Regions from separate parts of the Mus musculus genome. Here region 1 is linked to region 2. A link is a contact called in public promoter capture Hi-C data. All regions are on one chromosome and are shown on one strand. Each heading gives the region's core, a stretch centred on a gene start, on an enhancer-like site or on the middle of the called end of the contact. The rest is flanking DNA. Distances are from core to core; before and after follow the strand shown.

Evidence for each region. Capture Hi-C pulls out chosen DNA fragments and counts their contacts.
Region 1: a contact with region 2 is called in a promoter capture Hi-C map of liver, with 2.2 times the contacts expected there. The contact joins the promoter of Poln here to the promoter of Gpn1 in region 2. A contact is called at or near these places in 1 of 39 promoter capture datasets (liver) and 1 of 9 other capture datasets (liver).

The regions. Positions count from the first base shown.
Region 1 is chr5:34,166,458-34,172,215 of GRCm38.p6, reverse strand. It overlaps Poln (DNA polymerase N), which reads left to right and starts at 2,690. Exons shown (of 25, transcript NM_181857.4): 1 at 2,690-2,826. It overlaps Haus3 (HAUS augmin-like complex, subunit 3), which reads left to right and starts at 2,792. Exons shown (of 5, transcript NM_146159.1): 1 at 2,792-2,826; 2 at 3,773-4,811. The coding sequence starts at 3,903.
Region 2 is chr5:31,492,733-31,497,763 of GRCm38.p6, reverse strand. It overlaps Gpn1 (GPN-loop GTPase 1), which reads right to left and starts at 3,023. Exons shown (of 14, transcript NM_133756.5): 1 at 2,881-3,023; 2 at 2,153-2,246; 3 at 414-453. The coding sequence starts at 2,991.

The DNA.
Region 1 (5,758 bases), core at 1,441-3,940, 2.7 Mb before region 2:
CTCTGGATTGTTCCAGAGTTAGGCCACTGGCCTGGGAAGCAAGCTGTAGGGAAGGATGGGCTCTCATCCCAGTTCCTCCTCAACTGACCAACCTCTCAGGCAACCTGAGGTCCTGGACTCCTCAGACCCCTAAACTCTGCAGGCCGCCTGATACCGGCTTCCATCTCCAAAGACCCCTGTCTACCCACCACTATGGTGACCCCTTCCTAGTTTTGTAGACCTAAATACTTCTGAGTTTGGTACTGAGTTTTTACCTTCACCACAGGAGTGTAAATACAATCAAGAGCAAATATCCCTGACCCCAACTCCATGGTCTTAAGAAAAGTCAACTTTCTTCTGGAAGAACAAGACCGATAGGAGGAAGCTGCCAGACCACATCTCACTGGCTGACGGCCCCCAGTGTTCTGCCAGCTCCTGGGCTCCCTTGCCTTTTCCGAATTGTCCAGTGCCAGCTTTCTCAAACCTTTTGTGACTTTTTTTTTTTTTTTTTTTTTTTTTGGTAGAATCAAGCTAACACATGTCTGAGGCTGTTGCTCCCTCCTCCATGTTGTCTGGAGAACAGATCTCTTCACTTCCGTTAAACTGCATCCAAAAACAACCTTCAACAGCACAGTTGTATACAAAGTTTTAAAACTGTCTGTAAATATACTGTATAAAACATAAAATAATTTTTAATATTGATGACAGGAGAGTAAGGCCAACAGAAAAGACTCAGGTCCTGCATTTTGGTTTGTTTCGCCCATTACATTCTCACAGGCTTGCTTAGGACCGATTAGCTCCTCGGTTCCCGTTACCTTTTGACCCCACTAAAACCACAACTGAGTTTGAGTAGAAGAAAGCAAGCTTGTCTTGGAAATAAGTTTAACATACTTGCCTTCTTAAGTTTCTAATCCAGTCCCAAGAAAACTTTCCAGTTCTGTATAATTGACCCCATTGTGTTTGCTGTTTGTACTCAGGGGGCTGATCCTGTTCTAATCTTTATGTTTTCATGGCTTCTTATGGCCTCGCAAACACTTCTCAAACAAGGAGCGGTGGTCAGCAATTCAAGAGAGCGAGCTGGGGGCCAGGAGTCACTAAGAACAGTGGGTTTTCTAGAAGGTCTCATGGGTCCCAGGCTGTGCCTGGGGGGAACCTCAGCCTGCAAAGTAGCCCTTTGTCTTTCTGGCATCTTTAATTCCATCTCCTCCGAGCTCTTCCGCACAGTCTATAAATATCCTCCAGTTCCTCCCACTTTAAAACAAAACAACACCAAAAATCCTCTCAGCCTTGCATTCCCACCCCCTCATCTTGTGTCATTTGGCTCTTTTTCTCTCAGTCTTTGCCGCCTCAGCAAAATTTCCCAAAAGTACTGCCTGCACTTCCTCTGGCCAAAACCCACTCAACGCCAGCTCCCTGCTGAGCCCCTACCTCCAGTTTGGCATCTGGGGTCCTCTTGGGCCAGTCCCCTGATGTCCTAACCACATTAGGCACCATTCTAAGAACTTTTCCCCTGTACTGTTTGTTTTTATTTACTTTCCGGTTTTATTGACCTTCAAAAGGAGGATAAAAGTTAAATAAGAATTAATAGGAAATGTCTTCAACTCAAATTTAAATGATCTGCTTAGAACATTAGTTTTTCTCTCTTTGAAAACATGAATATCTGGGCATGGTGATTCATACCTGTGGCCCCAGCACTTGGAGATGCTAAAGTAGGATCTTGAGTTGAAGCCCAGCCTGGGTAGAGAAGCAAATCCTTGTCTCACAAAACAAATAAGCCCAGGGAAAAAGATCCAGAAAGAATTCTACCTAGTAGCAACTAGACTAGACCCTTGTCTGATACATCACCCTATTTATGATTAGAAGAGGGGAATACTATTTTTTTAATGATCAAAGCCCAGATCTTGTGAATTTATATATCATCTTACAAGAGAGTGGTTAAGTTGCAAATGCTGTCTGATAGAAAAAAATGAACAGATTATGACCCATACAGACAAGTTGTTACCAATGCCAACTGTAACTCCAAAGATCAGTTTTCTGGGACCATAGGACATTAACTAGGCTTGCATCTGAGTTCAGCATTCTGTCTTTCATTGAATGACGGCGGGCATCCTCAGAATGTCTGTACTTCTGAGTTAAATGCATTCTAAAACTGATGTATTTTACACCTTGACATTTTGAAGATGGGATCTTGGAGGGAGTCAGCTTTTGCTTGGAAGTCATCGAGGCCTTGGGAGTTAAGTGATTTTTGTTAAATAACCATTGTAAAAGATTCTATAGCCAACAATCCTACCCTGCAAGAGACCTGATAGGGTCCCAGCTGCTTGTTATTAGCACCAACGCTGGATCACCCTACCAGTGGTGGTGGTAAGAGCTGTTGGGGGAAGAAGGGGTCTGTTCGGCCTCAAACTTCCGGTCCCCTAGTGGTGTCACAGACCGCAAGCCATTCTTAGGACAGGAGGCCTAACTGAACTAGAGGGCCAAATGGCCAAGGCAACAAAGCAGCCGGAAGAGACCCAGACTCCAACTCCCGAGCGGGGGCGGGGTGGGGCGGAGCGAGGGCAGAGCCTATAGTGAGAAAACCAATCCTCTTGAGCCTAGCGGGAAGGACGGCGGGCCAGAGGCGGGGCTAAGGGGCGGTGCGTCCGTCAGGAAAGCCAATCACTTTACCCCGGCTCGTTGAAGGGGGTTGGTCTGCGGGTCCTCCTTCGCTTTCTCCGGGATACCTCGCCGCCTGCGCTGACTTTACGGATGTTGTAATCTGCGCGTGCGCGTCCTGGCACTCCCGTGAGGCACTGCGGCGCGCGCGGTTGGAGGCTGGCAGAGAGCAGTGACTGCGGCTTTCCTGAGGTAAGGGTCTTGTAAGTTCGGGGTTGGCGGGGCCGCCGCTACCCTCCTACAGCCTGCTTGAGGCATCGATAGAGGTCGCTGGGCCCAGGCGCGGGGTGTGCGGGGAGGCTGAGGCTTTGTGCCAGAGGTGGGGGCGGAGGTACGTGGCCGGTCATCCGGCTGGGGTTGGTAGCTTTATTTTTCGGATACTGCGGATAAAACCCAAGGCCTCAATCATACGAGGCAAACGTTAAACCGGAAATACACACTTATCTGTTACCCAGCTTTTAAAAACAGCAATTTGGTACTTTTGTGGGCGTGTTTTATTAGAGCTCTTAAGTGTCATAACTGGATACTCAGAAACAAACCAAAACCAACCCAGAGAGTTTGCTACCAGAGTGTCAAATACATCGTGATTTTAAGACCTGCCATTGTCACTGACCTAAGTTTGGTTCAAGTCGTGGTTCATTGTGTTCTATTCGAAATAAAACTTCTTACTTGATGATTGATGGGTACTTTGAAACTTGTCAATTTGTCCTGGTTTTCTCTGCGTTAGACTGGTTATATCTATAGATTGAGTCCTTTGAGACTGATGGAACGCTGATTGAAGTAAATATTTAGTTGATTCTTCCTTAGAAAGGTAGGCATATTTCTTTTTCCTAACTAGAAACTACAGGGGAAACAGCTATTTTACAAAATGTAATTTATTTTAAGTAATTTCATCATTGGGAAAAAAAATCAGTTTTTTTTTATTGTTATATCTTCATTAATTAGATTCTTCATTACTGTTGTAGTGTCCTAAGCAACACCCTGATTGCTTCTGTTTTGCTTTGTCTTTGTCAGATATTGCACGTGCATCTGCTTTTAACTTAAGTAGTCTCCTGATGTCATCTGATAAAATGATCTGTATATTTAAAATTCATTTGCCTTGTTCATGGTCTAATACTTGTGTTCTTTCCCCCACTAGGAAAACACATTATAGATTGTATTTTTTTTCCTTCTTCTATGGACTTAGCGTAAATATGTTTTTTTCTGTTTGAACTTAGTTTAAAAAAATAGATTCATATCAAATATTTAAAAACAGGAGTAGTTAAACCATGAGTTGTGGAAATGAGTTTGTGGAAACATTGAAAAAAATTGGTTATCCCAAAGCTGATATTCTTAATGGAGAAGATTTTGACTGGCTCTTTGAGGATGTTGAAGATGAGTCATTCTTGAAATGGTTTTGTGGGAATGTGAATGAACAGAATGTATTGTCTGAAAAAGAATTGGAAGCCTTCAGCGATCTCCAGCGATCAGGCAAGCCTATCCTAGAAGGAACAGCATTGGATGAAGTTCTTAGGACCTGTAAAACTTTTGATTTGAAGACATGCAAACTGGATGACAAAGAGATACAGATATTAGAGGATGAGGTTCAAACTCTGCAGAAATTAAATAACTCAAAAATTCAGCGACGGAATAAATACCAGTTAATGGTTTCTGAAACTAGCTACAGGTTTCTGGCATTAAATGCTAAACAAGAGGAGGCCACTAAGAAGCTGAAACAGAAGCAAGGATTCCTAAATTCTGTGAATACTAAGCTCAGTAATGAACTTCAGGGTCTTACTGAGGAAGTTAATAATTTGATGATATTCTTCAGAAATTCTAATTTAAGTGAAAGAACAAATCCAATGGTGTTTTTATCTCAGTTTCCCTTGGGAAAATACATAAGCCAAGAAGAGCAGAGCACAGCAGCATTAACCTTATACACAAAAAAGCAATTCTTTCAGGGCATGCACGAAGTAGTTGAAAGTTCAAATGAAGACAATTTTCAACTTTTAGATATACAAACACCGTCTATTTGTGATAATGAAGAAATCCTTAGGGAGCGACGACTGGAGATGGCTAGACTGCAGATGGCATGTATTTGTGTCCAGAAACAGATCATATACTTGAAAACAAGTAATTTGAGCATGAAGTCGAGTATAAAATGGGCGGAAGAGAATCTTAATAGACTAACCAATGAGGTAAGCATAAGAAATAAGACTGAATTCATATTGTAATTGTTAGGAATATAGAGTTTAATATTGCTGCTAATTTAGAAAAGGGGGGAAATCTAATTTTAATTTTATAGAAAATTATATTAGTATAGCATATTAATATAATTTATTAATTATGTAATATAATTAATGTAATTTTATAGTACATATTTGCAGTATGTATTTCATACAAATATATTATTAATCATATTACTAGAATTTAGTAATTTTATCCTCAGTAATATTACTGAGCAAATTTTGGACAAAAATAACCTTACTTTGCATTATGAATCTGAAAATTGTGTCATTTCAATTACAGATTAAACTGGGGTTTCTGTTTTTTGGTATAAACCAAGGAAACTACTTGCTTAACTATGGATATTCTGCCTTGTTTCCTCTGACAAGAAGATAGTATTAATGAAGTCCAGGATTCAGTGGAGTGACTTTCTCATTACTTGTTGAGAATATGTAGATATATTGCAGTTGTTCATCTGCACTCTCTAGAAGCTTGCTTTCTTGATAATATAGGCAGTAGATAGTTGAATAAAAATGTAGAGGTTTCTGAACCAATACTTGTATTAAATTAGTTACTACAACAGAAACATTTTGAAATAACAAGTCTGGTAAATCTGTGTGCTATAATCAGCTCATGGACTAAGAAAATACTATATAATTTTAAGAAAATTAAAATATTCATTTGTTATAATGAGTAGTATACTTATTAAAGTTATGATAACGATGAGATCTTCTAGTTTGTTAGCCATTATTGTTTGTTTGTATGTATGTATGTATGTGTGTGTGTGTGTGTATATATATATATATATATATATATATAGTGTACTGAAATTCAGTAGTTCATGCTGGCCTTTCTCTTGACTTAGTCCTTATTTTCCTTTAAAGTTAGTTTTGGCTTATACCAATAAGTTAGTTTTTAT
Region 2 (5,031 bases), core at 1,774-4,273:
GACAGCACTTACAGTCCAGGTGATGTTAAGAAAACAGGAGGCATTGCTGAAATCTCTGATCTCTCCTACTTTTTTTTTTTAAAGATTTATTTATTTATTATATAAATAATGTACACTGTAGCTGTCTTCAGACACTCCAGAAGAGGGCGTCAGATCTCTTTACGGATGGTTTTGAGCCACCATGTGGTTGCTGGGATTTGAACTCAGGACCTTTGGAAGAGCAGTCAGTGTTCTTACCTGCTGAGCCATCTCACCAGCCCTCATCTTATCCTCTTAATACGATTACCTAAAAGGACGTGAGTTTTCTACTTGTATTGTCACAACTTGACAGGCAAAGCCACTCCCCCAAAGCAATGAAAGACAGCAGTTTGCCATGACCGAGTCAGTCTCGCAGCAGATGAGGAAAAGGATACTGCTTCATGACTTCTTTATATTTCACTGTGTCTCGGATATCTGAGGGGGAAAGAGAGAAAGAGAGAACGGCTTACTTTAGAGCATGACCTCACTTGTCTGGACTGACTTTGCGCTTCCCAGGTGGCCCGAGCTGCTCTCCTTCCTCAGTCTCCTGAGCGCTGAGATTGTACAAGTGCCACCGTATCTTACCAGCATTTTCTTATCCCTTCCTCCACACTTTCTTCCTGACTAAAGATAACTGCCAAGTAGTACCCCAGGAAGAATGTTTCGCTCCAGGGCGTGGTGGCAAACACCTTTAATCCGAGGGCTCAGGAGACAGAGGCAAGTGGATCTCTGTGAGTTCAAGACTGGCCTAATCTAGAGCAATTCCAAGACAGTCAGGACCACACAGAGAGACCTTGTCTCAAACAAAGAAAAGGTTAGGCCAAAAGCTCTTAGCTATGATAGATACTGTCTAGAACAACATTACAGGTTTTGGACAATTTCAGTGGCAGTGGGCATATGCACAGGAATACCAACATACAAAAACAAAATAAGCAAAGACTTCTTACTAGTGGCTGCATGGTAATGACGGCAATTCACAGACATCGGAACTATAAGCCTGTCTACTAAGAACGACTACAACCTACCCCCCAGGGGTTGGAGATGCTCAGTGATTAAGAGCACTTGAAGCTCTTGTAGAGGACCCAGATTCAGTTCCCAGCACTCACAGGGCAGCTCACAACTCTCTGTAGATCCAGTTCCAGGGGTCCTGGTGCCCTCTTCTGGCCTCTGCAGGAACCAGACACACACAGACGCAGACACGCATGTGGCAAAACACCCATACACATTAAATAAAAATGAATAAAAACAAACCTACCCACCAGTCTGTAAATTAATAATATCACATATTTATCCTCTAGTTTAAATAGAAAATTTGTTGCCCTATAATCCCAAAATGATCAATGATTTTTGTTGTTGTTGTTGTTTGTTCTTGTTTCTCTGTGTAGCCCTGGCAGTCTTAGAACTGATCTGCCTGTGTCTTCCTCCTGAGTGCTAGGATTAAAGGCGTGAGCCATCACCGCCTGACCTAACCTATGATTCTCAAAACAAGATTCCCTACCCAATTTGTGTATTTGGGGTAAGAAAGCTTCATACCCTAGCCCTGACAGTTAAGGCCTAGGAGTCAGGAAGCCTGGACATCCAAGAGCCCTGTTAGTGGATCACAGACACTTTGATAACAAATCTACCCCCACGCCCACCTTTTCTTTTCCAAACGAGGTCTGGCTATGCAAGTCGGACTGACTCTGAACTCTAAATATTCTGCCTCAGGCTCCCTTGGATCACACCAATACTTAAATCTTTTTGATAGTCTCAATCAGAAAGCTCTCCTCAGAACAGTGCATATTCTTACACACACACCCCACACACACAACTTTGGAAATGGAAGGAACCTGCCTATAAAGTGAATTACAGCAAATCTTATAAACTCTGACAAAAGAAACCAAAGGATTCACGTGTCAGGTGACAGCCCGACCTAATGTCATGTCTCATTCTCAAACCAATTCAACGGTTTCACACACCGAGGGCATGAGAGAGAGGTGAGCGGGGATAGTGCATAAGAGGGATAAATCTGCATAAGCAAGAAGCCTGTTCCGGAACTCAGGCAAATCCACAGAAAAGAAAAGTACATAGTTAGCTAGCTTAGAAAGAAAAGACAAGAAAAGGAAATCAAGCAAGCAGGCAGGCAGGCACTCACCAATATTGGCGGGAAAGGGGACTTCATGCACAGCTGGGTCCAGGTTGATTACATACGGTGGACAGCCTTTGTTGTGCAGGTGTCCTGTGAGCCTCTGCAAAAACAAGGAGCCAGGGTTGGAGGGTGATGACCAAAGGATAGGAACGGGCCCCGAGAATTCCCATCCCTTTACTGACCATGCTTATAAAATCTGTAACAATCTCCTTCTTCCCTCAGCGTGTTCAACACTGAAGAGTTTAAAAAGCCATCTAGTTCCAGTACCTGTCTCCCTATTCTCCGTCACGGCTTCGCTAACTCTGCCCCTCCAAGGGTTTTCTTCCTCTGTCTCCTCCACTAAAACACTCACTCCGTGAAAGCAAGAACCCTGTCGATCTCATTGCCGCTGTACTCTCAGAGCTTAGAACGTGGTAGGTCGAACGAAGTGATTCTTTCACAACTCTTCACGCAAACCAGAGTAGTAGACGTTACACTCCCCTACTCTTTAGGCCCGGGCCTTCGGAAAGCTGCCAATTCGCAGCAAGACAAGTTCAGCTGTACCAAGTGTGCATTAAGGTTGCCCAGGAGCCGGCCTCAAGTGACCCAGGCTAGGGTTCGAGGCTTCGGGAAGGAAAGGAGTCAGAGGACAGCTCGAGAAAACCACGCGCCCGGACCCGCAGATTCCCCAGACAACTTCCTCCCTTCTTCCCGGGCCTGAGGCGCCACTACCGCTTCTGCACGGTGCACGTCACCTGTACAAAGGTAGTTTTCCCGGATCCCGCCATTCCCAACACCAACAGACACACGGGGGGCTGAGGAGCCCGGGAAGCCTGGGGTTCGGATGGAGCCACGGGCGCCGCCATCTTTCCTCAGCCACGCCCACCACTCAGGGATCGCCCGGCGGCCTGCGGGCTCTCTGAATTCCGGGCTGCGATTGGTAGGAAAATCCGTCCTCTTGCGTACAGGGCTACGATTGGTCGAACGATCCGGCCTCTCTGAGTTTAGGGTTGCGATTGGCCAGACTATCCAAACCGCTCGAACCTACTGCAGTGGGTGCCTGACCGGCTTTTGGCATCTGACTTGCAGGGGTCACTTTGATGCTATAGTGGCTTTGCACAAGTGAGGGGTAGTGTAGGGAACCAGGAAGGGTTGACAGGAGTGAGATAGGACCCGGAAAGGGTTAAGCTCGTGTCCCCAAGGGAGTAATGAGGTGGGATTCCCAAGCCAGGATCTGTCAGGATCCTATAACAAAGGTGTTGCTCTACCTTTTATTTTATTGTCTAAGAAGAAGAAGAAAAAAATTAAACGTCATTATGTTCTAGAAAATATTAGGTAAAAATTAGCGTAACACTTGAAAGATAGCATGAATACTGTACTTTAACAGAGGAAGATACATTTTCTGGCAATCATTGCCTAATGCAAAGGGGACTAAAGAACCTTACAGCGTTTGTGGCTGAAGTGTGGCTGAATAATTAATACCGGAAGATATGGGTAGAGGAAGGGAGACGAACCTCATGAGGGAAAGCCCTGTATGACAGAGACTGTGACCAATGTCTTATTTGCTCATCTGTATGGCTATTTGTCCAAGGGAAGAAGAAAAGATGGTGAACCAAAGGCTCAAGGGAACCAGAAAACTCCTAAAAAGTCCCCTTTAAGAGTGAGGTAAAGGGCTAGGAGTCAAGGGTGGCCCTGGGTTTTGTTGACATTCTTGGAAAGTGGATAAAACTCTTTTTTTTTTTTTTAAGATTTATTTATTTATTATATGTAAGTACACTGTAGCTGTCTTCCGACACTCCAGAAGAGGGAGTCAGATCTCATTATGGGTGGTTGTGAGCCACCATGTGGTTGCTGGGATTTGAACTCCGGACTTTCGGAAGAGTAGTCGGGTGCTTTTACCCGCTGAGCCATCTCACCAGCCCCCGTGGATAAAACTCTTAAAGAACAAAAAGTTTGTATATATCTATACATAGATATCTCATTTTATTATGACATGTGCAGGCTGTGGAGAGGGCTCAGTTAGTAAGGTGCTTGCTGCACAAACTTAAGGGCCAGAATTCAGACCCCTGCCCTCACATAAAAGCCCAGGCATTGTGGATTGTGCCTATAATCCCAGTGCTAGGGAGCTAGAGATGGGAGAATCCCTGGAGCTCAGTGGCCAGCTAGCTTAGCCAAATTAATGAGCTCCAGGATCAGTGAGCAACGTACCATACCAAATGGATAGTGATTCTCCTTTCCTGACTCAGGCCCTCTCTGGGCACCACTGTCTGGCTTGTGTTACTTTCTGGCAGGGATTCAGGTAACATTATTTTTCTGGCAGTACCCATACAGTTCAGTTAGTTCACTCCCCACCATGTGAGTCTCAGAGATGGAATTCAGGTTGGAAAGATTGGCTGTAAACACCTGTAATTACTGACCCAACTCCTGGCTGTGGCATCAGCAATTTGGCAAGTTGAAGCTTTGTATGGGGAGATTCTCCGATGACCTTGGATCTCCTCCCTACTTTTCTACAAAAGCAGAAGAGGAGGAAGAGGAGGAGGAGGAGAAAAAGAAAAGCAAGCTTTGAAATTGCTACTGTATAAATGACTATCAATCATTTTCCAAGTACAAGAGAAATTCCACCCATTATGTTGGAAATAAAAGCAGGCCCATTGCTGTTTGTTGTTGTTGTTTTTAATGGATTGGAGTAGCAGGAGAAGCTCAAACCTGTGGCTAATTTGTTTTATATAACACCTGTAATCTCAGCACTCAGAAAGCTAAAGCAGTAAGATAGCCAAATCAAGGTCAGTCTGAAAAACAAAAGGTGATGAGAGATTGAACTAAGTCCCAAGGCAGTTCTGTCCACAGCAGATTTGCTCCAGAGACCTGCAGGTCCTGAGTAGTTTGATGTGAGAGAGACGTGCGTT